4 separate regions of the Sus scrofa genome follow, and regions 1, 2 and 3 are each linked to region 4. A link is a contact called in public Hi-C data. All regions are on one chromosome and are shown on one strand. Each heading gives the region's core, a stretch centred on a gene start, on an enhancer-like site or on the middle of the called end of the contact. The rest is flanking DNA. Distances are from core to core; before and after follow the strand shown. Region 1 overlaps CUBN (cubilin). Region 2 overlaps CUBN (cubilin). Region 3 overlaps CUBN (cubilin). Region 4 has its middle 28 kb from the start of VIM.

Region 1 (6,274 bases), core at 3,136-5,635, 300 kb before region 4:
GATTTTGAGATGAGGATTTCAGCTGGAAGAAAGAATGTTAGTGATTCTCTGGAAGAATCTAAATATTGCTAATTTTAAAAAAGGATAAAACTAATGTGATCTGACAATGAGCATTCCAAAAATTCATGCAGCAGGAGCTTCGGCATGTACTTTGGTAATGTTAGGCAGGACTCTAAAACCATTCTCAGGAGCATCTCAAGGCTATTTATAATCCAAACTATGACTAAAGCAGAGGAAATGTGGAAAGAGACTTCCTGAAGTTCCCGCCATATTCTTTAACAGTTGTTTGGACACATATGCTATTCGTTGTTCATCCTATTAGTAACAGTGCTTCCTTCCTGCAGATTCATTCTCACTGAAACAATACTCTATAAAAAAGAATTTACATAAAAGACAGCTGGAGCTGGTTGCCAGGGGAACTGGCAATATTCCAAACACATTCCACATTAGAGGGATAAACTTCTGGGTAGCCAGGGCTGTTGAAGATGCCTTCAGCCATGTGGAAGATTCCACCACAAGCTAGAAGAAAAGAAAAACAAAGTGAGTGGCAGAGTAAATATTAAAGACAGACCCTAACAGATAAAGGAGAAAGAACACCAGAAGGGCTATCGGCAGCATCAAAGGATACGCTACATCCATTCCAGAATTTAAAAAATCCACATTGTAAATAATGAAAAGATTCTGCAAACTGAAAACCAAAAGCCACGGGGTACGGCGGGTTAGAAGGAGTCTCTGTGGTCTCTACTCTCAAAGCCTTTTCTCCCGGGGAACTGTGACTTCATATCATAAAAGACTCATTTTAATCTGCGAGCCCGTTGGTATTTCTGACCAGGATGGTTTTCAATCCTAGCCTAGGACAGAAGGCAGTACTGCAGCTTTTCCTTCTCAGGAGAGTCCTGAAACATGCATAAATCTTCTAGGCATTCCAAGGCTTTCAGTAACAAGCTGGCCCCCGATGAGCAGCACCCTCCTGGCCATGCACCCCATGTACAGGGTAGGTCCTCTCTCCTCTCCTCCCCACATGCTATGGTCCATCCTACATCAGGTCCAACCCCCGGCCCTGCCTGGGCCCAGCCATGGGACCAGGGAGACGGAAGAGCAGTACTGCCCCCCTGTTAGCAATGCCACTGGACAATGTCTGCCAAGGGCTTCCCTAACAAACATATCATGAAGGAGGAGTCACTGACAAGCAAGTCACCCAAGATCATCTCAGAAGATTCTTCCAACTCCCAGAGGCCACCCAAGCAGCAGGAGTCACAACTGACAGGGTATAGGAACAACTGACATGCCCATGGACAGAAGAATGGATCCAGAAGATGTGGTGGAGAGTTCACTACTTGCAGGATTTACGAGTACCTTAACCTAATTTGGGAGACGGTAAGGTTCATTGTAGGAGTGATCTCAGGAAACTAGTTCCGAACTCTGAACTTAGAGGAGTCCCACAGGACAAATCAAAGATTTTCCATACCTTCCTCTTAACCCGGCAGTGCCACTTGTTCATCTCTTACCTGATGTTGATGCCACATAGGTAGCATGGAAACCATCAAAATTCACTGAAGAATCTGAGACGAACCTCAGCATCAGGGCATTGCCGAAGGAAGTGATGGGATGGGGCATGGAGGAGCCACAATAGCGGCCTAGATAGTGAAGACAATGACAAAGAGAATGAGTGATGACATGTGAACACATCTACTAGAATCGCAAGAGACCAAAGCCAACAGAAAAGGACTCTTAAGAGCACCATTTAAATTGGGGTCAGGGTTTGGGATGCTGCCCGACGATTCAAAATAAACTATAAAGAACGTATATATGTATGTGTAACTGGGTCACCATGCTGTACAGTAGAAAATTGACAGAACACTGTAAACCAGCTATAATGGGAAAAAAAAGTATTTTTTTTTAAAACTATAAACATAAGTATAGGGGAGATGATTTATAAATAAGATAAATATTAGTAGGGGGAAATAAGAAACGTGGATGACCTCCAAATGCTAAGCTCTCCAGGGCGGTAGGGATCTGCACAAATATATGTGCTAATTCTCAGTGAAGATATATAACAGCAGAGAAGTGTGTGGATGTTGGGGCCAGAACACCTGGATTCAACTCCTGGCTCCACTGTTTACTAGCCATGTGATGGGAGTCAGGCTACTTCAGTTCTCTGTGCCTGTTCTGTTCTTCCACTCAAGCAAAGGCAACATTGTGAGCAATGAAACCCAGTGTCATCAGGGTATAGGATCAATTCAGGTACTATTGATAAGGTTTTTAGAAGAGCACACTAGTCCCAGGTAAGCACATTCTCATCCTTGGTCAAATGCTGATAGACAAAGATCTCAAGGAATACAATCAGAAATCGGCAAAGAACAGAGACCATTTCTCAATTGCCTACTCTCATCTCAGGCACTGTTCCGGGCACTGGAGACAAAGTCACAAAACCAAATCCCTTTTCTGATGCAGCTGGTCTTTCACTTCAGGTTGCACGGTGAAGGTCAAAAGGAGAGACTCGTGAAGAAAGTTTAAATAATCTGCAATCATTTTGCTTGAGGACATTTCAGAAACTAGAAGGCAGCAATCTTTAATTTTACTGGGATGTCCTATAAACAGAACTCTAGGCTGTCTGTCCGTCTGTCTAAGTATCTATGTATCTATCTATCCATCCATTCATTCATCTATTAGTTTGCTTCCACTGAGGACAAAACCAGAAGAAACATGCTCAATTTGAATACAAGAACAGTGATCAACTATCAGCAAGAAATTTCTCACGGAAATGCTCTCTAGTGCCAGAATGGACTGCATTTCACTACTGTCCAAAGCAGTCGCAACTTTTCAATAATAATAAAAAAAAAAAAAAGCCCATAAACTATGTGTGTCCTTGAATCTGAACCAGCTGAGTTTCTGGAATCCCACGTTAACGCCTGCCTTCTTAGCCTCTCATTATCTTTACTTGGCTCAAGCTGTTCTTCATCATGACTGGACACATTCTAAACCCCAGCGACAGCACACACCTCCGTAAGCATAGACACTGAAACAAGCCAAGGTCGCAGATGCAAATGAGGGAGCGGGCAGTACCTCGCAGGGGCGCATCACTGTGACTGCCGTCCAAAATTTCTACAAAGTCCCGGGTACATGTGCTGCTGCTTTCAAGCCCAAAGTGGCTGAAGGAGAGGGTGATATGATTGACTATAAGGAGAAAAGGGGAGACTGTTTAATGACGTTCTGGCAAACGAAACACACAGCGAATAAGATTTTTACCTCGGATGATTCTCCGGCAGCTTCTTCAGCAGGGAAGCAGTGAATGTGGAAGATGGGGGGGAGGGCATGGGGGGCGGAGAGGAGGAAAAGGAACCGGTTCTGGTAAAAGCTTTCCTGTGAAGGGCAACCGAATCGATGGTTTTAAAAATGCCTCTAGGAGCTCCCCTTGTGACACAGCGGAAATGAATCCGACTAGTATCCATGAGGATGCGAATTCGATTCCTGGCCTCTCTCGGTGGGTTAAGGATCTGGCATTGCTGTGAGCTGTGGTGTAGGTCCCAGATGTGGCTTGGATCCAGCATTGCTGTGGCTGTGGCGTATACTGGCAGCTGCAGCTCCGATTCGACCCCTAGCCTAGGAGCTTCCATATGCTGCTGGTGCTGCCCTAAAAAGCAAAAAAAAAAAAAAAAAAACAAAAAACAAAAAACAAAAACAAATAAACAAAAAACAAACCCTGCAGAATCTGAAATGCTGCTACTGGTAAGGTAGAGGACCCTTGGGTAGGCTTATTCCACGGACTCTGGGGAACGTATCAGCCATTGCTCTGTTCCTCTCGGAAGCACTTTTCATAATAGAATAGTTTCCTTAGATTCTGACTCTTTACCTGTGCTTATAAATGCATCCCATCTTTCCCCTGGTGCACGTCTCCTAGCATTCTCGGATTGACTTTAAGGCCAGAACCAGGGGCCTAGAGGTCGAGTCACTATACAGAAAGCTTCGAATAATGTGCAGAACAGTACATGTTGGGGTACCTTTCCCTTTGGTTTTTCTTTGAACCTGTGAGATCTTTCATCTAAACACTTCACCCCTCAGTAGCAATTATCCTTAGGTATAAAACTGCTAGCCTCAAGGCAGGGGTCTTCTTTCTCAGTTCCTGGCTGGCTGGCCACTCTCTCTGGCTAAGGATTTCCTCACCAACCCCCAGATTTACATGCAGGGCAGTAAAGAGAGCCTTTTGGGAATGCTTAACATCCCTAGGAAAAATGTTAGAGAATACTTAACGCCAGATACTTCATTTTTTAGATTAGCTAATGGGGCCTGGTGAGCTTTAGTGACTTGCCTATTATCACAGAGGTCATTCATTTTAGAGCAGAGTCAAGAATGACTCTGAAAGGCAAGAATGTAATGCCTTTCCCACATTATGTCTGCAATCATACATTTTTCCTGAAAACCTCAAGGCAGGGCAGGGCTTATTGGAAACAGGATTCATAATGGACCCAGAATTACCCTTTGCAATCATTTCACTTGTGTCTTGAGGGGTCTCCTCATTTTCTTTGTAAAACGTGGAGTTCCCACGGCGGCACAATGGAAATGAATCCAACTAGGAACCATTGAGGTTGCAGGTTCGATCCCTGGCCTTGCTCAGTGGGCTAAGGATCCGGCGTTGCCATGAACTGTGGTGTAGGTCACAGAGGCGGCTTAGATCCCCCGTTGCTATGGCTGTGGTATAGGCCGGCAGCTACAGCTCCAATTTGACCCCTAGCCTGGGAACCTCCATGTGCCATGGGTGCAGCCCTCAAAAGACAGAAAAGACAAAAAAAAAAAAAAAAAGAAGAAGAAAGAAAAAAAGAAAAAAAAATGTGGACACTAATCTTTACCAGCAGATTATTACCAGATCAGAACAGAAGACTCTAGGATTCTGAAAAGAAAATAGTGGAAGCACTTAGGAAATGTTTCTTCAAGGCCTATGCTGGGATTCTTGAAAACACATGTCTTGGTGGCGAGACCAGGTTTTATAATGAACCTCCGCCTTGGCTGAAGACCCATGGCTCATGGTACTGCATTCCCAACTATGAGTTATTCATTCTCGACTTCATGGTTCTTATTATTCATTTTTTCATTCGGCAACTGCCTTGAGCATCTAATGCACTCAAGGCACAGGCCCCCAAGTGACTACTTTCTCCATTACTTTTGCTTGCCCCAATTTCACGTGTCTGTCATTTCAACAAGGTTACAGGGTTTGGTTTTGTTTGGTTTCCTTGGCTGGGCCTTGAAACTTTTTTTTTTTTTTTTTTGAAAAGGAAAATTAAGAATAAAGAGTAAAAATGATTTCCTCTTAGAATAGGAAATCCTGTTCTCGTGCACATCAGGAACTGAGACTTCCAAAAACAGAAGAGGAAGGCCATCCATTGTTACCATGGAAGAGATAAGGGCCTGAGTCACAGCTGGCTTTTCCCACAGACTCCATGCATCCTGGATTCTTTTTTTATTTTGGTTACTTACACGGAGGCTGAGCTTGGATGATCCAGCTGCAGTTCTGATTGTTTGGGTAGCTGGCAGGGAACCGTGGAGAGGAGATGGTATCGAAGGAGTCGGTGAGGATGTGGCCGCCACAGGCTAAGGGACACACAAGCACACACGTATGTCAGGCACGTTGGATTGCTCCTGGCTCTACTGAGCAATTATGTGATGAATGAAAATGGAAGTGATGTCTCCTCGTTTCTTTTTTTTTTTTTTTTTTATGCCGAGGACGTTCTTGGCCAAGGAAGCTGCACATAAACCATGAGAAAGTGGGGATGTGCTCTACATCTGTCATGTTATTCTTCAATTACAGGAAGTGGGCAGTGGCTAAGAACAGCAGATTAAATGGCTACGAATTGCCTGAATCACTCCACAAGATGCTGGCACTGATTCACGTACTCTGCCCACTTGTAAATTATAAGCATAGGGATAACCTCTTTACGAACCAACATCTCTTTTAGGAAAATAAATACCCAATTGACTTCACAAGGGTGGCCGTAGGTTATCCGGGACAGGCGAAGCTCAGTGGGAGTAGAAGTCGGGGAGTCTGCTCCCAAGTGGGGGGAGTGTGATGCATCTTGGAAGGAGACAGAGGCTGAAGGAGGAACAAGGGGGAGAGGAAGAGTGGTCCACGGAGGGGGCAGCCCGAGCAAAGACAGAGAGGAGGGTGGGGGCTGCACCACACAGACTTGGCTGAAGCGTGGCACGCTGGAGGAGGGTGAGGGTGATGCTGGGAAAAGGTGGGGGCAGATTCTGAGCCCATGGGGGAACATCCAGAGATGCT
Region 2 (6,109 bases), core at 3,519-6,018, 270 kb before region 4:
GTTCTGAAGAACTGAATATCCACCATTAATTCACACATCCCAACAAAACAAAGAGGGGTGCCTAAGAAAATACTTCAACTACTCTAAAGACTGATGCCAAAATTATTTTTTAAAATAATGAAAAATAATGCGAATGAAATCATGTTTTCATAAAGCCATGAGATGCCTTTTCGCTGTTGTCTAAAAATATACTGTAAGAATAATATATCTAAGAATTTTGATAATTCCATAGCATATGCTTTTATAAATAATTTAACACCTTCCTTTTAAAACTTCATAGTCTGGGCCTGGTATAGTCACTCAGTTTTTGAATTCCTATGATGTAATCAAACCACTATCAAGGTCTAATGCTATGACCCATTATTTCTTGCATTTATGTTAGTACAAACAATTATTGGGGAAATTCAGTATTATTTTCTGATAATTGAGAATCATTTGGGGTCATCCAAATACTACAAAAATAGAATGTTCATTAAATTCGTGCACAATGAACTTTAGGAATGCTCTAGTGTACTTACCCTATTACCTCTGAGCTGCAGAAGTGGGATCAGAAGGCAGCCTGGAGTCACATCTCTGCTTTGTCACTTTCTAGCTGTGTGACTGGACTGGCCACTAATTTCTCTAAGCTTCAACTTCCTCATTAGTAAGATGAAGGTATGGAATAAACTTTCCTCATAGGGTGGTTGTAATGATTAAAGGAGATCATTCTTAAAGAATAGTTAGAAAAGTGCCTGACCCATAGTAAGTATTCAATAAACATTGCTGTTATTAGTAGTTGTATAGACTAACATTTGCTAAAAGATTCTGGCATTAATATTTTATTTTATTTTATTTCACTATGTTATTTATTTTTTATCTTTTGTCTTTTTTAGGGCCACACCTGCAGCATATGGAAGTTCCCAAGCTAGGGGTTGAATGGGAGCTACAGCTGCCGGCCTACACCACAGCCACAGCAACTTGGGATCCGAGCCATGTCTGTGACCTACACCACAGCTCATGGCAACACTGGATCCCCAACCCACTGAATGATGCCAGGGATCGAACACGTGTCCTCATGGATACTAGTCAGATTCGTTAACTGCTGCATGGTGAAGGGGACTCTTAATATTTTATTTTCAAAATATCTGCCACAGGGAATTTATTTAGATCTTGGACAAAAAGTCACTATATACCAAAGAATAATAATTCCTTAGAACTTTCAAGTTTAACACATACAGCTTTGGTACTGGCCAAGCATTAGAATGTGTAGAGGATGGCCTGAAGTAATGCATCACTTTGCTGATGCCCAAACTGAGGCTGGTGAAGAGGTAGAAGCCCTTTGGAGACTCAGGGTGTCTAGCCAATCACCCTCTGCTGCTTTCACTGTGGATGTGCAAACTTGCAGGGACTGGTTTTCATGGATGAGGTGACTCTTGGGAAGTTAAAAGCTCCATCGCATGTTTCAGCGAAGCATATATGTATGTCAAAGCAGTATATGCCATTAGGGAAGTACAAAGTCATGAGGCTACAGCCTCCTCACAGCTCTTTGAACATGTTATGAAATTAAACAAGGGTGTGGAACATGATGGAAAATAAAATGAGAAAAAGAGTGTATATATACATATGACTGGTCACTTTGCTATACAGCAGAAATTGATAGAACATTGTACATCAATTATAATTTGAAATTTCTTTTTTTCTTTTTTCTTTTTTTTTTTTTTTTGCTTTTTAGGGCCACACCCGCGGCCCTATGGAGATTTCCAGGCTGGGGTCAAAACGGAGCTACAGCTGCTCGCCTACACCCCAGCCACAGCAACGCAGGATCTGAGCCATGTCTGCAACCTACACCACAGTTCGCAGCAATGCCAGGTCCTTAACCCACTGAGCGAGGCCAGTGATTGAACCCACAACCTCATGGTTCCTAGTGAGATTCCTTTCTGCTGCGCCAGGACGGGAACTCCTAAAAATTTTTTAAAAATAAAATAAACAAGGGATCGGTTGAAGTATTTTGAGGTGCCTCCTTGGATCACGCACCTCCAGGGACTGCTCTCCAGGAGACGTTGAAGCCTCGCCCGTTTACAGAGCTGTCGGTCTTGAATCGGAGGGCCAGCTCATTCCCAGTGCTGGAGACCTGCATGGGGTTCTCAGCTGATCTCTGCACACAAAGCTGGGCTATCCTGGGAGAGTGGAAGTCAGGGCCTCCATAGATCTGTGATGGGGTGTAGAAAAAAAGAATTTGAGAGAGCTATTTTGCAATTACAGTCCTTCCCCTGACTCCCGTTGACCACCAGCCTTTAGATTCTATTATTATTAGAGATTGAAAGCTCAGCCCCCCACTGGCTGGGGATGAACTGTAAACTTGAGCTCAATTTTCAAAGGCACTCCCTCTGCCCTCTGAATTAAGTTCACCTGCCCATGAGACACGTGGGTGTTTCATCAGCCAGAACTGCAGGGCTGAACTGAGTAGAAGATTCCAGAATCTTCCTTATCTCCCCTCCTCCCCTTTTTCAAGTCTTCATAGGACTTCCTGCTTTCTTTGGCAAGACGCCTACAGATAATACAGTATCAAGTCTGATTTTCTAATGCTTCTGAGCCCATAGGAATAGTCTTAGCATAAAGCCATTTTATTTGTTCACTGAAGGCTATTGATCACCCTGTTACATATTTAAGATTTTCTATTTGCAATCTGAATTTTTTTATTTTTTATTTTTTTGCTTTTTAGGGCCGGCATATAGAAGTTCCTACAAGCATACAGAAGTTCCCAGCCTAGGGATCAAATCGGAGCTGCAGCTGCCAGCCTACACCATAGCCACAGCAGTGCAGGATCTGAGCCACACCTGCCACCTACATCATGGCTCTCTGCAATGCCGGATCCTTAAGCCACCGAGGGAGGTCAGGAATCGAACCCGCATCTTCATGGAAACTAGTCAGGTTCATTACCGCTGCACCATATTGGGAACTCCCTTCTCTCTCCCTCTCTCTTTTTTTTTTTTTTTTTTGCAATCTGACTATTCCATAAGACTAGGCTCTTAATACAATATTTTTGCTCCTTCAGAAGGAGTGAAAATGTAATCTCTATGAGTGAGTTCTGGAATAGCCTGGGAAGGAAATCCTACAGATCCTTTTGGTGCTGGCTCATGGCAGGACCCTCACAGGAACAAGATCAAGAGCATTCAGCCTCTGCTCAGGAATTGCCCTGGACGCTGCCCAATAGGTCTGTCTCACTTGTCCTCAGATCTTCGAGGCTCCTCCTATTTGCAATTATTTGCCTGACTGGACCCCACACCCCAGTGATACCTTCCTGACAGCAAGCAGGGCCTGGTCTCATGTCCAGCAGGTCACAGGAGGTCTAGCCCTGCCCAGGTAGGGCCTCTGGGGTGCCTCGTATGTGGGTTTCTCAAGGGCCCCTCAGAGACCCAGGGTGTTCGGGGCGGGGGGTGGGGGGGAGGTGAAGCTAAGAATCAAACAGAAGAGGCAGACCCTCTACTTTCAACCTTACCAAACCTGAATTTGTAGGAGAAAGGCCATTTTTGTTGGGAGGTTTCAGGCATCCGGGATCTGGGTCCACCCCCCACTGTCTATGTGGCTGGCTGGGTCCTCAGGCCCCTGGGCTCTGCCCACCCCGAGGGCATCACTCAAGAGTTCTCTGGGGAAAGAGTGAGAACAGGCAGGCTCCTTCTGTGGGGAGTGTGTGATTTGAATCCATAATGATTTCTTTGTCTGATGAATTCCCCCCAGCCATGCGGGAAAGGCTGCCCTGAATGAAACTGCTGTTCTAGGGAGGGCTGAACACAAGGGCCAAATTGCAAAGGAATGAAGCAAGCAGCCTGCTCTGTGCTGATTTTCATGAGGAGGAGCTCTGTTTGGGGAAGGGGGGCCCCCTAAATCCCATCAGAGGCAGTACCGGAGGGAGGGCCCTGTGTGGCCCTTTACATGTACACATGCGCAAAAGGGGGAAACCAGACTGCTTCTGGCTTGGTGCTATTTTCCCCGTTGTTTGGTTTTTTTCTTTTTTAGGGCCTCACCCACAGCATACGAAAGTTCCCAGGCTAGGGATCAAATTGGAGCTTCAGCTGCCAGCCTATGCCACAGCTACAGCAATACCAGATCAGAGCTGCATATGTGATCTAGACCACACCTCACAGGAATGCCAAATCCTTAACCCACGGAGTGAGGCCAGGGATCGAACCCGCATCCTCATGGATACTAGTCAGCTTCGTTTCCACTGCACCACAACAGAACTCTGCTTTCCCGTTCTGGAGGGTCCCCTGCCCCCTGGGCTGGGCTCTGTCCTTAGAGCAGAAACCCAAAGTCTGTGTCCCCAGCATCGCCTCCCTAAATAGCACCTATTTGGAGAGAACTCTGGACACAAGGGTTGAGTTTCAACAAATAAAACTCGCTTGTTAACAAAATGTTCTGTTTTTCCTGTTCAGGGTCCTCCTGAGATCACAACGTGACGGGTATGAGTCGGCCGGGCCCTGGAAGCCTCCAGAAGAATAAACACTGTGCCTTTGACCTTCTTTGCTTCCCCTCTTACTGAGCCAGGCTCACTGGATGGGGGAGGACAGACCAGAGGCCACTCACTGTCCACACCCGCGACTGTCTGTTTCTCCCCCAGGAATGGCTTTCTCATCTGCTCTGGGCCCCATGCGGGCTCCCTTCTCGGGGGCCCAAGTGACATCAGCCAGTGCTTCTCTCCCTGAAATGACAGAAGGGCACTGTGGGCTTCCACAAAAAATCCCAACAGTTAGCACATGACGCTTCAAAAGAGTGCGAAAAGATGGAAAGAATTTCAGGGCGCGGTGCGCTGGATTACAGGGTATGACTCAACTTTGCAGGGGGAAGAAGAATGGGTCTGATGATCAGAGATTAAAAAATGTGTTTTTAGCAAAGGCTCAGGATATAGAACATTTCAAAGCCTATGGTTTTAATCTGTTTTGAACAGTTCTTTCTGCTCTGTTAGCTCCATTTATTGTTACAATCAAGTCAGCATTCCAGGGTTATGAGTAACCACATGGCGGTTGCTTAATGCGATGGGCCACTCTCTGGACACTGGTTTTTTGAGAGGAAAATAGATTGATTCTCGGTGAAACGTGGTGAGACCCTGGTAAGCCCCGTGCCCGGTGACGGTGAGGTCCTACTCGGCTGTGCTCAGCAGAACCGGACAGGGGGATGTGCAGGCCGAGGACAGACAGAGGGACAAAGTCTGCAATGTTTCTAGGCCACGCAGCCACCAGGAGCGAAATATTTTGAAACCTGATGCTCATATGTTATCAGCATCCATGGTATGAGGGATGGAAACAGTCCCTTTTATCTTCATGAGCCCCAATCCATTCCAGTACTTTCTTGATTATTTGCAGAGATGTCCAACAGGATGGGGAGGAGGCAGGGGGAAGTCAGGAAGGGGTACTCGCTGCAGCCTGAAGAAAAAAACTTTCCCAAACATTTAAGGGCCTTCAAATAGGCCCTCAAACCCCGGTTTGATGGAACACAGGGGACCTGTGTTCAAACTGTCCTGAAAAACGTAAGCCCCAAGCAGACGGCAGCCTCTTCTCATAGCCCATCCTGTGCGGGACCCTGTCTGAATGTTGCTCCCCCCACCTCCCCCATCTCCCACCCCCCCAACCCCCGGGGCTCTCCCTTTGTCCCTCTGTCCCAGGGCTGCCTGCTGGGAACAGCCCTGCTCTTCGCTTTCTCACGTAATGGGTGTGACAAAGCCAAAGCACAATGAACTCATTTACGTTGTGCCAAGCGGGCAACCATCCCACGGGCTGTGGGACGTGAAAATCAAGGGTGAGGAAGACTGCACAGCAGTGTGGAAAGGTCCACTGCCAGCCCTTTGTGCCTGCGAAGGGGTGTATGCCGAGAGATGGAGCCGGGGACGTTCCAGGGACGGTCCGGGGACCGAGAGATGGAGCTGGGTGATGGTTATTCCTACTTCACACCCTGAGTGTGAATTTCGGGAGCCGCCCTGTTCTCTCCTTCTAAGAAACTGCTCCTCTTCGGAGCTGGAGCCGTGACGGGGCTGCAGGACTTCCGAGAGGCCAAGGGTACAGGTTTGGCCCAAGGACTCAGCGGCTGTCTCAGATTTCACGGACTGCAGCATTGTTCTCCTTTGCAGAGACTTGAG
Region 3 (5,674 bases), core at 1,866-4,365, 350 kb before region 4:
ATAGGCCCAGACACAGCATTTCCTATCACTTACTGTGCATGGACAAAATGCCAGACTCAGCTAATAACTCACTTGGATTGCCTTATCCAATTAGCAACATAACCTCTCAGACATATACTATTACCCTGGTTGTGCAGATTAAGACACTGGACTTCTGAACGATTGCACACTATGCCGAGGTTCAAAGGGCCAGTCATCAGGAAATTGGGATGCAAATTATCCCTTCGATTCCAAATCCCCGAGTAATGCATAAGGAAACAGAAAGTGATGAGTATTTCGATCATACTGAAAACAGGAAGGGGCAACACACTGCCAGCATCAAAAGGGATTATTAGCAACTGCAAGGCTAACGGTGTATGTGCCAAACCACGATCGATGGCCTTTATCCCTTCCCAACATCTGCCCTGGGCTTAGAATCACAGCGACTAAAAATTGTGAGGCATCCATTTATCATGTGACTCCTGCTTTTAGAACCAACCAGAGTGCTGTTTCCATGATCCTCCTCTACGCCTGTTTGTATAACTTCCTGCAAACAACAGGGTAGGAGGTAGGTATATGAGATTCAGGGCAAGCTCTAAAACTTGCTAAAAGCAGGAATAGAAGCTGGCATACATCTCACGAGAGTGCACCCAGGATGGTCTTTTCCTCGTCTCCATCTAGAGGACTGGAGGACAGGATGCTCAGGCTAGAGGACAGGTATTAGTCCAGAAGCTAGATGCTTGCATCAGCCCTTGTACAACCTGTGGATCATAGGATGCATCCCTCCCTTCTCTCTCCCTTCCTCCTTTCCCTTTCTCCTTCCTTCTTTCTGTCTTTCCTTCTTCCCTCCCTTCTTTCAGACACATTCTCAACCAAATAGAGGGCAAGCCACATCCCCTTGTTGGGAGCAGTATGAAAGGGAAACAAAACAAACACTGAACCTACAAAAAGTTGTGCCAGGGAGTTCCTGTCGTGGCGCAGAGGTTAACGAATCTGACTAGGAACCATGAGGTTGCAGGTTCGGTCCCTGCCCTTGCTCAGTGGGTTAACGATCCGGCATTGCTGTGAGCTGTGGTGTAGGTGGCAGACGCGGCTGGGATCCCACACTGCTGTGGCTCTGGTGTAGGCCAGGGGCTACAGCTCCGATTCGACCCCTAGCCTGGGAACCTCCATATGCCGCGGAAGTGGCCCAAAGAAATAGCAAAAAGACAAAAAAAAAAAAAAAAAGTTGTGTCAGGAGTTCCTTGGTGGCTCAGTGGGTTAAGCGTCTGGCGTTGTCACTGCTGTGGCTTAGGTCACTGCTGTGGCATGGATGTGATCTCTGGCCTGGGAACTTCCATGTGCTCTGGGTCCAAAAATATATTTCAAAGGAAGGGAATGTGGGCATTGCATTAAAGATTCGGAAATGAAGTGATTCTCTGATGGAGCTTTAACTTCCCCAGGAGAATGGACCTGTAATATGACATCTGTAGTCTCCCCTATTTCAATAGTCAAGTCCCCACCTTGGTCACCTCCTGTGAACCTCTCAAGCTGACAGCCCCTGGCCATGCACACAGAGATCCTCAGCAAGTTTTTAGTACTACATTCTTTTTTTGAAGGGCCACACCCGCAGCATATGGAAGTTCCCAGGCTAGGGGTCTAATCGGAGCTACAGCCACCGGCCTACACCACAGCCACGGCAATGCCAGATCCAAGCCACGTCTGTGACCTACACCACAGCTCACGGCAATGCCAGACCCCTGACCCACTGAGCGAGGCCAGGGATTGAACCCGCATCCTCTGGATACTAGTCGGATTCATTTCCACTGGGCCACACCGGGAAGTCCCAGTACTACATTCTTAAATATGAATGAACAGCCAAGGGTGATCACACATTTAGGGAACCATCCAATGTAAAAGGCAGAGACAAATGGAAGTAAATAGGAAAGAGGAACCTAAAGGAAATGGACCCCCAAAGAGCCACTACAAAAAGCTTCGAAATTATGACGAAAATATTCACATATGTAGGTGAAGATATTGAATATATATGATATCGTCTGATAGTCAAAAAATGATGGTGAAATGATAATTACAGGTATGCACGTCCTCAAAAGCATAATCACCCATGCCCACGTCCTTAGGGAGCCACAAGAGCCTGTGCCTCACCGAAAAGAGGAAATTAACCAAGAAGGGGAAATGCACATATCATAAAGCCCAGCCCAGGAGTGGCAGGAAGGGACTTGCAGATTTGATGAGTCTGGGAGCTCTGGACATGGCAGCGGGAATCAGGCTGGCAGCTGATGGGCAAAGGCTCTAGGAAAGCATTGCTAAGGAAAACGAATGGAACCAATAGAGGCGTTTTATTATATAAGGCGGGGGATGTACACCCGGAGTGGAAAGAGTGTGGAAGAATTAGTGACAGATACACAGAAAACCAAAAAAAAAAAAAAAAAAACAACAAAAGTGTAAAAAGGATACAATTATGATTATTTCTCCAAAAAACAAAAGCAAATGCTACAACAGTACACGACCTGGCTTAAGTGGGAGTAGTCCCTATAACCAAAGTAATGCAAACAAAGAATGACAGTTTAAACAGCATCTCTGAGAGTATTTGGGGAGGAAGTTGGGGGTGGCGGTGGGAAGTGAACTGAACACGACCCTGTGTGCATTTGCAGTAATGGTACGGAGGTGTCTGAAGACAGCTAAATCTTTATCTTGCAAAGTTGAAAAAGAAAATCATGGACTTGGAAAATAGACTTGTGGCTGCCTGATGGGAGGGGGCGGAGTGGGAGGGATCGGGAGCTTGGGCTTATCAGACATAACTTAGAATAGATTTACAAGGAGATCCTGCTGAATAGCAATGAGAACTTTGTCTAGATACTCACGTTGCAACAGAACAAAGGGTGGGGGAAAAAAAAGTAATGTATACATGTAAGGATAACTTGATCCCCTTGCTGTACAGTGGGAAAATAAAATAAAATAAAAAAATAAATAGATAATGCTTAAGAGAGAAAAAACAGAGAAAGTGTAGAAGAGGGATATTATTTTGAAATAACAACATAAATACCAAAAGAAGTAGCTGAAAGAGTTCAAAGTGGGTGCCTTTGGCATCTATGATTCAGAGATGGGGAAATGAGAAGTAAGACATGATTCAGAATTTGTGGTTGATGCCGTAAATTTATTTTTTAGTTGAGTTCTGAAACTATGACTTTTCATATTATCCTTCCTGTAGAGCATGAGAATATTCTGCTGCTAAGATTCCAAAGGACTGGAGTTCCCATCATGGCTCAGCGGTTAAAGAAACTGACTAGCATCCATTGAGTATGTGGGTTTGATTCCTGGCCTCTCTCAGTGGGTTAGGGATCCAGTGTTGCCAAGAGCTATGGTGTAGGCCACAGACATGGCTTGGATCCCGTCTTGCTGTGGCTGTGGCTGTGGTATAGGCCGGTGGCGGCTATAGCTCTGATTCAACCCCTAGCCTGGGAACCTCCATGTGCTATGGGTGTGGCCCTAAAAAAAAAGACAAAAAAAAAAAAAAAAAAAAAAGATTGTGAAGGATTATATTTCAGTAGGACCTCAAAGGAAAAAAAAAAAAACCAAAAACTGTTAGCATAGGCATCAAAATTTAGTAATGGCTGTGTAATTCCAAGTATTTTTATATTTTTTTATTTTCTGAACTCTCCAAATAGCATTCAATAGCATCCATTATATTTATAATGAGAGAAATTGATGAAAATTAGTATACAAGTGAATTTCTGTCACTTACAACTACATAATAGTATTCACTGCCCAAGCAAAGATAAGAAAATGCTTTAAAATATGATATAGTATGAATGGTGAATTTTTTTCCCTACTTCATTCTTGTCTCTGTATTATTCATTTAACAATAGGAAAAAAAAGTCCCTTTAAAATCAGCAAGCTTAGTCCCAAATGTTCTGGCTTCTGGATAAAAGACAACATACTGGGTTCCATGATTTCCAATATCTGATAAAAGACAACATTTCAATCCTTCAGATGTTAGAACGAAGGAGTAAAATTTGAAGATTTTTGAGGCTTGAATACGATCATTTTAGGGCAATACAAAGAGAGAGTAATACAGAGATGTTCCATATTTTTTGAATTTCACTCCCCAGCAGGAGACAAGGCAACTGAAAAGAAAAGGAGCTTGTTCTTGAAAAGGATAATGATATTCCTTCTACTAATGATTCCTTCAACAACTGCTGTGTCTATTACGTGCCAGGCACTGGGGATGCAGCAGGGAACAAAACTAAGCACACGTCTCAATGGTGCCCTCCATCCTAGTCGGGGGAGCAGCCGATACACAGACAAACATATATGTGGACTGTCAGCTGGGTGTGCAGTGAAACCAAGAATGCAGGGAGAGGGCCAGACCAGGTGGGGTGGGGTCTATTTCATGCAGGGGCTCAGGGAAGGCCTCATGATCATTGGAGCAGAGCCCAGAGTGAACTGAGGCAGGCACTGGGGAGGAGCATTCCAGACAGATCCCACAGTGCATGGGAAGTTGGCTGTGGGAGCATCTCAGTACAGTCCAGGAACAGAAAGGAGGCCAGGGTAGCTGGACCCCAGTGAGCAAGCAGGGGGCGGGGGAATTGAGATGAGACGTGGGGGTAGCAGAAGGAAGGGGCGGCAGATGATACAAGGCCAGGCAGGCCTTTGTGAAGACTTGGGACTTCCATCCGAGCCAGATGAGAGCCCATCAGAGGATTTTCAAGGAGGGCAACATGGCGTGACATAGGTTTAAACTCATCGCACTGGCTGCTGTGCTGAGATGCAGAGAGACAAGAGTGGAAGTAGGAAGACCCGTTGAGAGTTATTGTAATAAATCTGAGTGGTGATGGTGCTGGATGCGGAGGTAACGAGAAGGAGTGGTGAGACAGGCTGGGACCTGGGACCCTTTGCTGCAGGGCTTGGACCTGGACAAATATCTCCTCGTGCAACAAAATACAAAGAAACCATAAGGGACTCAAAACAACTGTGTACATGGGCAGCTGAGATGAATTATGGACAAGAATATACCAAAAAAAATTTCTTTTGTGGCCTCTTATCAATTTATCTTGATTCAGGAAGGCCAAGAACCCTGGTCAGTAACAGTCAGATTCTGGTTCTTTCTTAAAGATCCAGCCACTGAGACTTGCTGGTGGATATAGTACAAGGTGTGAGGGAAAGGACCCCAGAACAGACATCAAGGCTTTGGACCTGAGCCACCAGAAGTTTGGGACAGTTATTTACTGAGATGACACAGACTTGGAAAAAGAGCAAGCTGGGAGGAGAAATATACCAATATTCATCTACGATTAATCCAGTACACGTGCACACGCATCTGGCATCCCAGTTAACAAGCGTGGGGTTCATTTGCTTTACTTGCTGGGGGAAGCTAGGAATGCTGAAGGCATAATCTCAAAGGCTGAGCTTGGCAACCCGGAGAGCAGGGAGCCACAATCTTCCAGAAGAGTCACTAGGAATGTCCAGCAGAGGAGAGCACTCACCTGCTTAACACATTTGGTGGCGGCTTGTGCTGCCACTCTGGTCCCATTTAGTGACATGTTACCCATAGGCTTAACTTTTCTCTGTTTACCCAGGTTTGCTACCTGTAATGATCAATCACTCCTAAAATGTATCCGACCTATGAGCCTGCTGTAGATGGTGACAATTAATAGTCTCTTAAAGCAGCTTCTATGTTTTATTTAATTCTTAT
Region 4 (5,999 bases), core at 152-2,651:
TATAGAGGCCCTTTTTTAAGTTGCGATGAGATAGCTAAAAGAAACCAAGAGTAAACTTGAAAAACAATCATGAAATAATGGAATTATTCCCTTTAAGACCAAGAAAAACAAGGATGCCCACTCTCTCTGCTCCTATCCAATACTGCACTACAGGAAAAAAAAAAAAAAAAGATTAAAAGCATAATGACAGAAAGAAGAGATAAAACTGTCATTAATTGCAAAGAATATCACTGCTTCTTTGAAAAAACTACCCACAGACAAATTACGTGCAAAGAAAAGCAAAGGGATGAGAAGAAATAAGACACTCTTTTAGATGAACACTACCTCGGAAAGATATGCCTTACCAGATAGGACTCGAGTAAAATAAAAGGGTGTAATATCGGTGTAGAGATAGACCTCAAGGGAATATCATAGAGCACGCCCCCCCAAAACCCCATGCATCTTAGTTTGGTCTATGATAGCAAAATATCATAAACTGAGTGTATTAAACAACAAACATGTATTTCTCACAGATCTGGAGACTGAGAATTCCAAGATCAAGGTGCCGGTAGATTTGGTATCTGATGAGAGCCCATTTCCTGGTGTGCAGATGGCTGTCTTTTCCCTGGGACCTCCTATGGCAGAGAGAGTTAGAGAGAGACTGAGAGCTGGCTTCCTGGTCTCTTATAAGGGCACTAATCCTATTGTGCGGACCCCATTCTTATGACCTCATCTAACCCTAATTACCTCCAAAGGCCCCTCCACCTACCTTCACACTGGGGTTTAGGGCTTTCAACCTATGCATTTTGAGGGGACAGAGGCATTCCCTTCATCACACCAAGTACATGGAAATTTGCTTTATGATAGACTGGGCACTGTTCTAACCATCTAACTGGAAAATCATGGAGAGAAGGACCCTTAAATGGGAGATATACCATTGTATATCCAAAGCTTTTCCTGAAGCCTTTCTATAAGAGAGAGCCAACCTTCTCTTTCAGCCCCCGTCGTCCTGAATGTGAAGCAACATATACCTTGAAAAAGAGACAATGACTGGATGGTTTTCGCATCCCTTGAGGTGCCAAAGATTTTCTTGACAATTCAGAAATTCCATACCTAATAGCTCACCGTCCAAAAGCAAAATTAATTTTATATTAACATAAAGTCTAACATTAACTATAGGAAGCTTGCATTATGTTTGACCATCTCCAAAGCCTTTCTTTTCCCACTCATTGTCTATTTCACCCCAGCCAACAAATCCCATCTTTCAATTCCAATTAAATGTGGATAATATAGACCACCAACAATAGATGTAGGGTCACGGATCGAGTCAGATAACTGAATGTTCTCCTCATCATCTCCAGACAAACCCTCTTTCTGCCTGTGACTCATGGATCTTACACTGGTTTACTGTGAGAACTAAACATGGAGAGGTTGACGCTGTCCCCAGGTGGCAGATGGGGTGAACTGCCTATGAAACGATGCAATCAGCTCCAGGCAGAATACATTTCAAAATGTTTCTCCCTGTGGAGTTTGACAGAAACAGGCAATTTTTGCTCTAACTGCCATGTGTTTCAGCAAATCACACTGGCTGTTCTGAGGGGTCAACTTTCAGGCCCACCAGGGACTGTTTGAGTTCTTTGGCGTCAAACTGCCAGACCGGAGCTGAAACAGAATGTCACTCAGGCAGTTCCAGTTTGTTCTACTCAAGAATTTGTTATACTCAGACCAAGGCCTGGCTTTCAGTACCGAGGGGTAATGACATTTCTTGGCTTGACCATAAAGTCCTCTTGACCATATCATGCTGATGAGATTTTAGTTTCTGCTTACATGAGATTTTGTAATGGGAACAGCATCTAAAATGGTTGATAAGAAAAAAATACAAGGTGACCTATTTCAAAGCAGCTCTATGTTCATGTGATTTGGCCAATGGACCTTCTTTTAAATGGATCTATTAATCAAGTTGGAATTCGTAAAATGTGAGCCCCCCCAAAAGTTTGTAAAATGTGAGACCACCAAAATGACACAAAGTTTTAATCCCAATACTGTTTTTATGTGTGTGTGTGTGTTCTAAAAATATGCTATAATCATGTTTCTGCCAAGGATGGACTATTGTCTTTAGGCCAAAGCTTGAGAAGATAAAGTATAGCATCCAATTAGCTGCCCAGAGGAGAAAGAAGTATGTTTTTTCCCAAAACAATTTTTTATTGAATTATTAGGATGTTGTGTTAGTTTCAGGTATACAGCAAAGTGATTCAGATATATATATTTATATTCTTTTTCAGATTCTTTTCCATTATAAGTTATTATAAGATAGTGACTATATTTCCCCGTGCCATATAGTCAGTTCTTGTTGGTTATATCTTTTATATACAGTAGTGTGTATCTGCTAATCCCAACCTAATTTATCCCTTTCTCCTTTGATAACCATAAGTTTGTCTTCTACATCTGTGAGTCTACGTCTGTTTTGTAAATAAGTTCATTTGCATCATTTTAAAAAAGATTCCACATGTTAAGTGATATCATATATTTATCTCTGTCTGACTTACTTCACTTCGCATGAAAATCTCTGGGTCCATCCATGTTGCTGCAAGTGCCATTATTTTCACTCTTTTTAATGGCTAATATTCCATTGTGTATGTATATGGAATTATATATTCCATTACACACACACACACACACCCATATCTTCTTTATCTACTCCTCTATGATGGACATTTAAGTTGTTTCCAGGTCTTGGCTATTGTAAAGAGTGCTGATACAAACATTGGGGTGCATGCATCTTTTCAAAGTAGAATTTTTTTTTTCCCAACATATAACCATGAGATTGCGGGATTATATGGTAACTCTATTTTTGGTTTTTAAGGTACCTCCATACTCTTCTCCATAGTAGCTGGACCAAGAAACATGCATTTTAAGGGCAGAGAACCTCCAAAGCTATAACATGGCCCGAGCATACTAACCTGAGTAAGCAGGAGCTGGATCGCCCTTGGGAAATGGGTGTCCACACCGTTGGGCACATGTGTAGTCTCCAAGTTTGCCACTGTGGCCATTCTGTTTAGCTAGCTATTGTTCAGTTCCAAGGTGGTGGATCATGATGGCTGGCTAATGTCAACTGCAGAGTCATTCTGTCTACATGGTTGTTCAGTGTTTCTTCTGTGGTGGGATGCTTTCTGGCTGGCATTAATTGATACAAAAATTTTCACACTGTGCATCTCCCATAGTCCCCTCCATATGCCTCTCCCTCAGCCCTCCTTGTATCTAAGGGTCCAGGCCTCTTCTTTCCAGGCTCTTGGCCGGCTAGCCACGCTGTAGGTCTCAGGCCAGGAATCTCTATATAGTCTGACTTTGAGCTGCTATGCCTTCTATGCCAGATGTGTCACTGGCATCCCTACTCATTAGGAAGAGCTTTGCTCCCATCCCCACCCTACTGTCTTTCAAGGCCATCTGGATGTGGCTGCAGTAGAGCCACCAGGTATTCCAGCTTCTACCCACAAACTGAGCCCAACCACCTGTACACCAAGTGCAAGTTTTTGCTGGTTTTATGGCACTTCTTCCCCCACATGGCCCCAGGAGAGCTGGAGGTCTACAAGGAAGGCCTACCAATGCAACCACAGACGGTGACACGGTGTCTGGGCTACCAGCTCCTGCAGCTTACCTGCGCTCTCTGGTCCAGCTCAGGCTCGATTCTGTATGTATCATTTCCATCCCTATTAGGGTCCATGGTGAGAGCTGTTGCTCAGAAGATGTAGAATTCTCCATTGCAGATGATATGGACTTTCTTTAGAACTTAGGGGTCTGCATAATTCTTCTCCCACTAGGACTTCCCGTAAATTACACCATGGACTCGTCCAACAGGAAAAAGTCAGCTGGATTGTATGGGCAAAGCATCAAGGCTCTTATACCACCTGCTGCAGACACTTATCCTGCTCTGGGCTCCACAGAGCGGGCAGCCTTGTGTGTTACCTGGTGTTTGGATCAGAGCATCATTTCCATGTGGAATTTGTCTCCATAACCCAAAGTCATCTAAGAGGTAGTGTGCTCTCTTCTTCTGGAAAAAGATCAAGATACAATTATCAGAGTTCTCCTTGTGGCTCAGTGGGTTAAGAACCCAACATAGTGTCTGTGAGGATGCGGGTTTGATCCCTGGCTTCGCTCAGCAGGTTAAGGATCCAGTATTGCTGCAAGCTACCATGTAAGCTGCAGATGTGGCTCAGATCTGGTGTGGCTGTGGCTGTGCCATAGATCCCAGCTGCAGCTCCAATTAGACCCCTAACTGGGGAACTTCCATATGCCGTAGATGTGGCTTTTTTAAAAAAGAGGATGTTCCCACTGTGGTGCAATGGGATCAGCAGCATCTTGGAAGCACTGGGATGCAGGTTCAATTCCTGGCCCAGCACAGTGGGTTAAGGATCTGGCATAGCCAAAGCTGTGGCTTAGGTTCCAACTGTAGCTCAGCTCAGATCTGATCCCTGGCCTGGGAACTCCATGTCTTGGGGTGGCAAAAAAAAAAAAGAAAGAAAGAAAGAAAAAGATGCAGGTGTCAGGTTTTCACTTTGCCAGGAATATCGAGGCTTGCCTCTGACCGCTGGACCCTCGTACTTTACTGAAGGGGCAGGTCCCTGACTCTGACATGACTCTGACATGACCTCCAGAGCGCATGTTTCTTCTCAAGGCCTCCAGGGTCCCCACCGCCTCTTCCCGGCCCTGCTCAATCAGCATGGCAGCACTGATGTAATGGATCGATGTGACAGCCTATGGAATCTCTAGATTTTATCATGACTGACAGCGGGAGTGTTCAGAGAAGCCTGAAGCAAAACTGTAAATGAATGTGCCTGTCCATTCCATGCGAATGCACGCTCTTTCTGATAAGACTAGAAAACAGCCCCCACCTCATTTTGTCAAATCAATGGCTGCACACCATTCCTCTGAGGCATTTATTCATCCGCTCTAGCCACAGTGCTACATCAAGCACAGCGGATGAAACTGGGGCTCCAACTTGGCTGAGCACGCAATGGTCTTGGGTCATTCTCCTGGATCCAGCTAGTTTCAGCAAGGCTCACACTGGTGAATTAAATGGAAATAGGACAGCAACTATCATCCTTGCATCCTTTTGGTTTAGAGGGTGGCATTTATCTTTATCCCACCTGCATCCCCAGAATATGACCCTGCGATTAAACGTCTTGGCTGGGAGGATGGAAGGGGGTAGTTTCAGAGACTTTCCACTTGGCCTTTCCTAACCATGATACAGCTGTCACGTCCGTCTCAAGGTGAAACCATCCTTGACTCCAACCATCAAGGATGTTGGAATTACACTCAGGGGCTGGGGAAATGACCAACTGGATGGATCGGTGGACCCAGTGGACCTGCTGTGAGCTGGACTTTTCCTTAGGACTCTATCCACCTCCTGGACCCATAATCCTCCATTGCAGCAAGGAGGCCATGGTGTTTGCTTCAGATCTCTGATCACCACTGTCCACTCACACCCTGTGTCCAAAAGTCCTCAAGAAGTCTTGCTCTTCCTCTTCCCTCAGAGTAGTCAATCAAACAAAGGACCGCAGGTCCTTTCAGGGATAGGACACGGGAGTAATTGCAGGAATTACTGCTGAAACATTTCAGGGTTCTTTCTCTAAGTCTCCAGCCACCTCTTGGGTCAATGTGCTCTGAGTATTGGCTCAAATCAGAACGGAGCAGGGGATCAAAACATTTTGCTGGGTAGTTCCCATTGTGGTGCAGCAGAAACACATCCAATTAGTATCCATGAGGATGTGGGTTCAATCCCTGGCCTCACTCAGTGGGTAGGAGATATGGCATTGCTGTGAGCTGTGGTGTAGGTTGCAGACACGGCTTGGATCCCACGTTGCTGTGACTGTGGTGTAGGCCAGCAGCTGTAGCTCTGATTTGACCCCTAGCCTGGGAACCTCCATATGCCATGGGTACAGCCCTAAAAAAGAAGAAAACAAAATACAAGAAAAACCATTTTACTGGGTGATGGCCATCTGCTCCTCCATTTGTGCTTTCTC

The links. Hi-C and Micro-C count contacts between places; a contact is called where the count stands out from the background.
Region 1: a Hi-C map of embryonic fibroblasts shows a contact between it and region 4, with 2.7 times the contacts expected there. The contact joins two enhancer-like sites. A contact is called at or near these places in 2 of 47 Hi-C or Micro-C datasets (embryonic fibroblasts and skeletal muscle) and 2 of 2 datasets of contacts at active chromatin or transcription factors (alveolar macrophages and skeletal muscle).
Region 2: a contact with region 4 is called in a Hi-C map of embryonic fibroblasts, with 2.9 times the contacts expected there. The contact joins two enhancer-like sites. A contact is called at or near these places in 2 of 47 Hi-C or Micro-C datasets (embryonic fibroblasts and epiblast stem cells) and 1 of 2 datasets of contacts at active chromatin or transcription factors (alveolar macrophages).
Region 3: a Hi-C map of embryonic fibroblasts shows a contact between it and region 4, with 2.1 times the contacts expected there. The contact joins two enhancer-like sites. A contact is called at or near these places in 1 of 47 Hi-C or Micro-C datasets (embryonic fibroblasts) and 1 of 2 datasets of contacts at active chromatin or transcription factors (alveolar macrophages).

What each region holds. Positions count from the first base shown.
Region 1 is chr10:43,239,271-43,245,544 of Sscrofa11.1, forward strand. It overlaps CUBN (cubilin), which reads right to left. Exons shown (of 68, transcript XM_021064811.1): 34 at 5,473-5,586; 35 at 3,067-3,177; 36 at 1,509-1,637; 37 at 387-519. Among named protein-coding and RNA genes, the nearest start is that of CUBN, 170 kb to the right of the region's middle. Within about 2 kb of position 4,386, at least 10 of the 83 cell types and tissues checked have an H3K27ac peak or open chromatin away from gene starts, as enhancers often do. A contact at or near this core is called in embryonic fibroblasts, where this site is marked.
Region 2 is chr10:43,268,488-43,274,596 of Sscrofa11.1, forward strand. It overlaps CUBN (cubilin), which reads right to left. Exons shown (of 68, transcript XM_021064811.1): 31 at 2,014-2,188. Among named protein-coding and RNA genes, the nearest start is that of CUBN, 140 kb to the right of the region's middle. Within about 2 kb of position 4,769, at least 38 of the 83 cell types and tissues checked have an H3K27ac peak or open chromatin away from gene starts, as enhancers often do. A contact at or near this core is called in embryonic fibroblasts, where this site is marked.
Region 3 is chr10:43,187,011-43,192,684 of Sscrofa11.1, forward strand. All of the region lies in intron 49 of CUBN (cubilin), which reads right to left. Among named protein-coding and RNA genes, the nearest start is that of CUBN, 220 kb to the right of the region's middle. Within about 2 kb of position 3,116, at least 4 of the 83 cell types and tissues checked have an H3K27ac peak or open chromatin away from gene starts, as enhancers often do. A contact at or near this core is called in alveolar macrophages and embryonic fibroblasts, where this site is marked.
Region 4 is chr10:43,540,955-43,546,953 of Sscrofa11.1, forward strand. No RefSeq gene overlaps it. Among named protein-coding and RNA genes, the nearest start is that of VIM, 28 kb to the left of the region's middle. Within about 2 kb of position 1,402, at least 6 of the 83 cell types and tissues checked have an H3K27ac peak or open chromatin away from gene starts, as enhancers often do. A contact at or near this core is called in alveolar macrophages and embryonic fibroblasts, where this site is marked.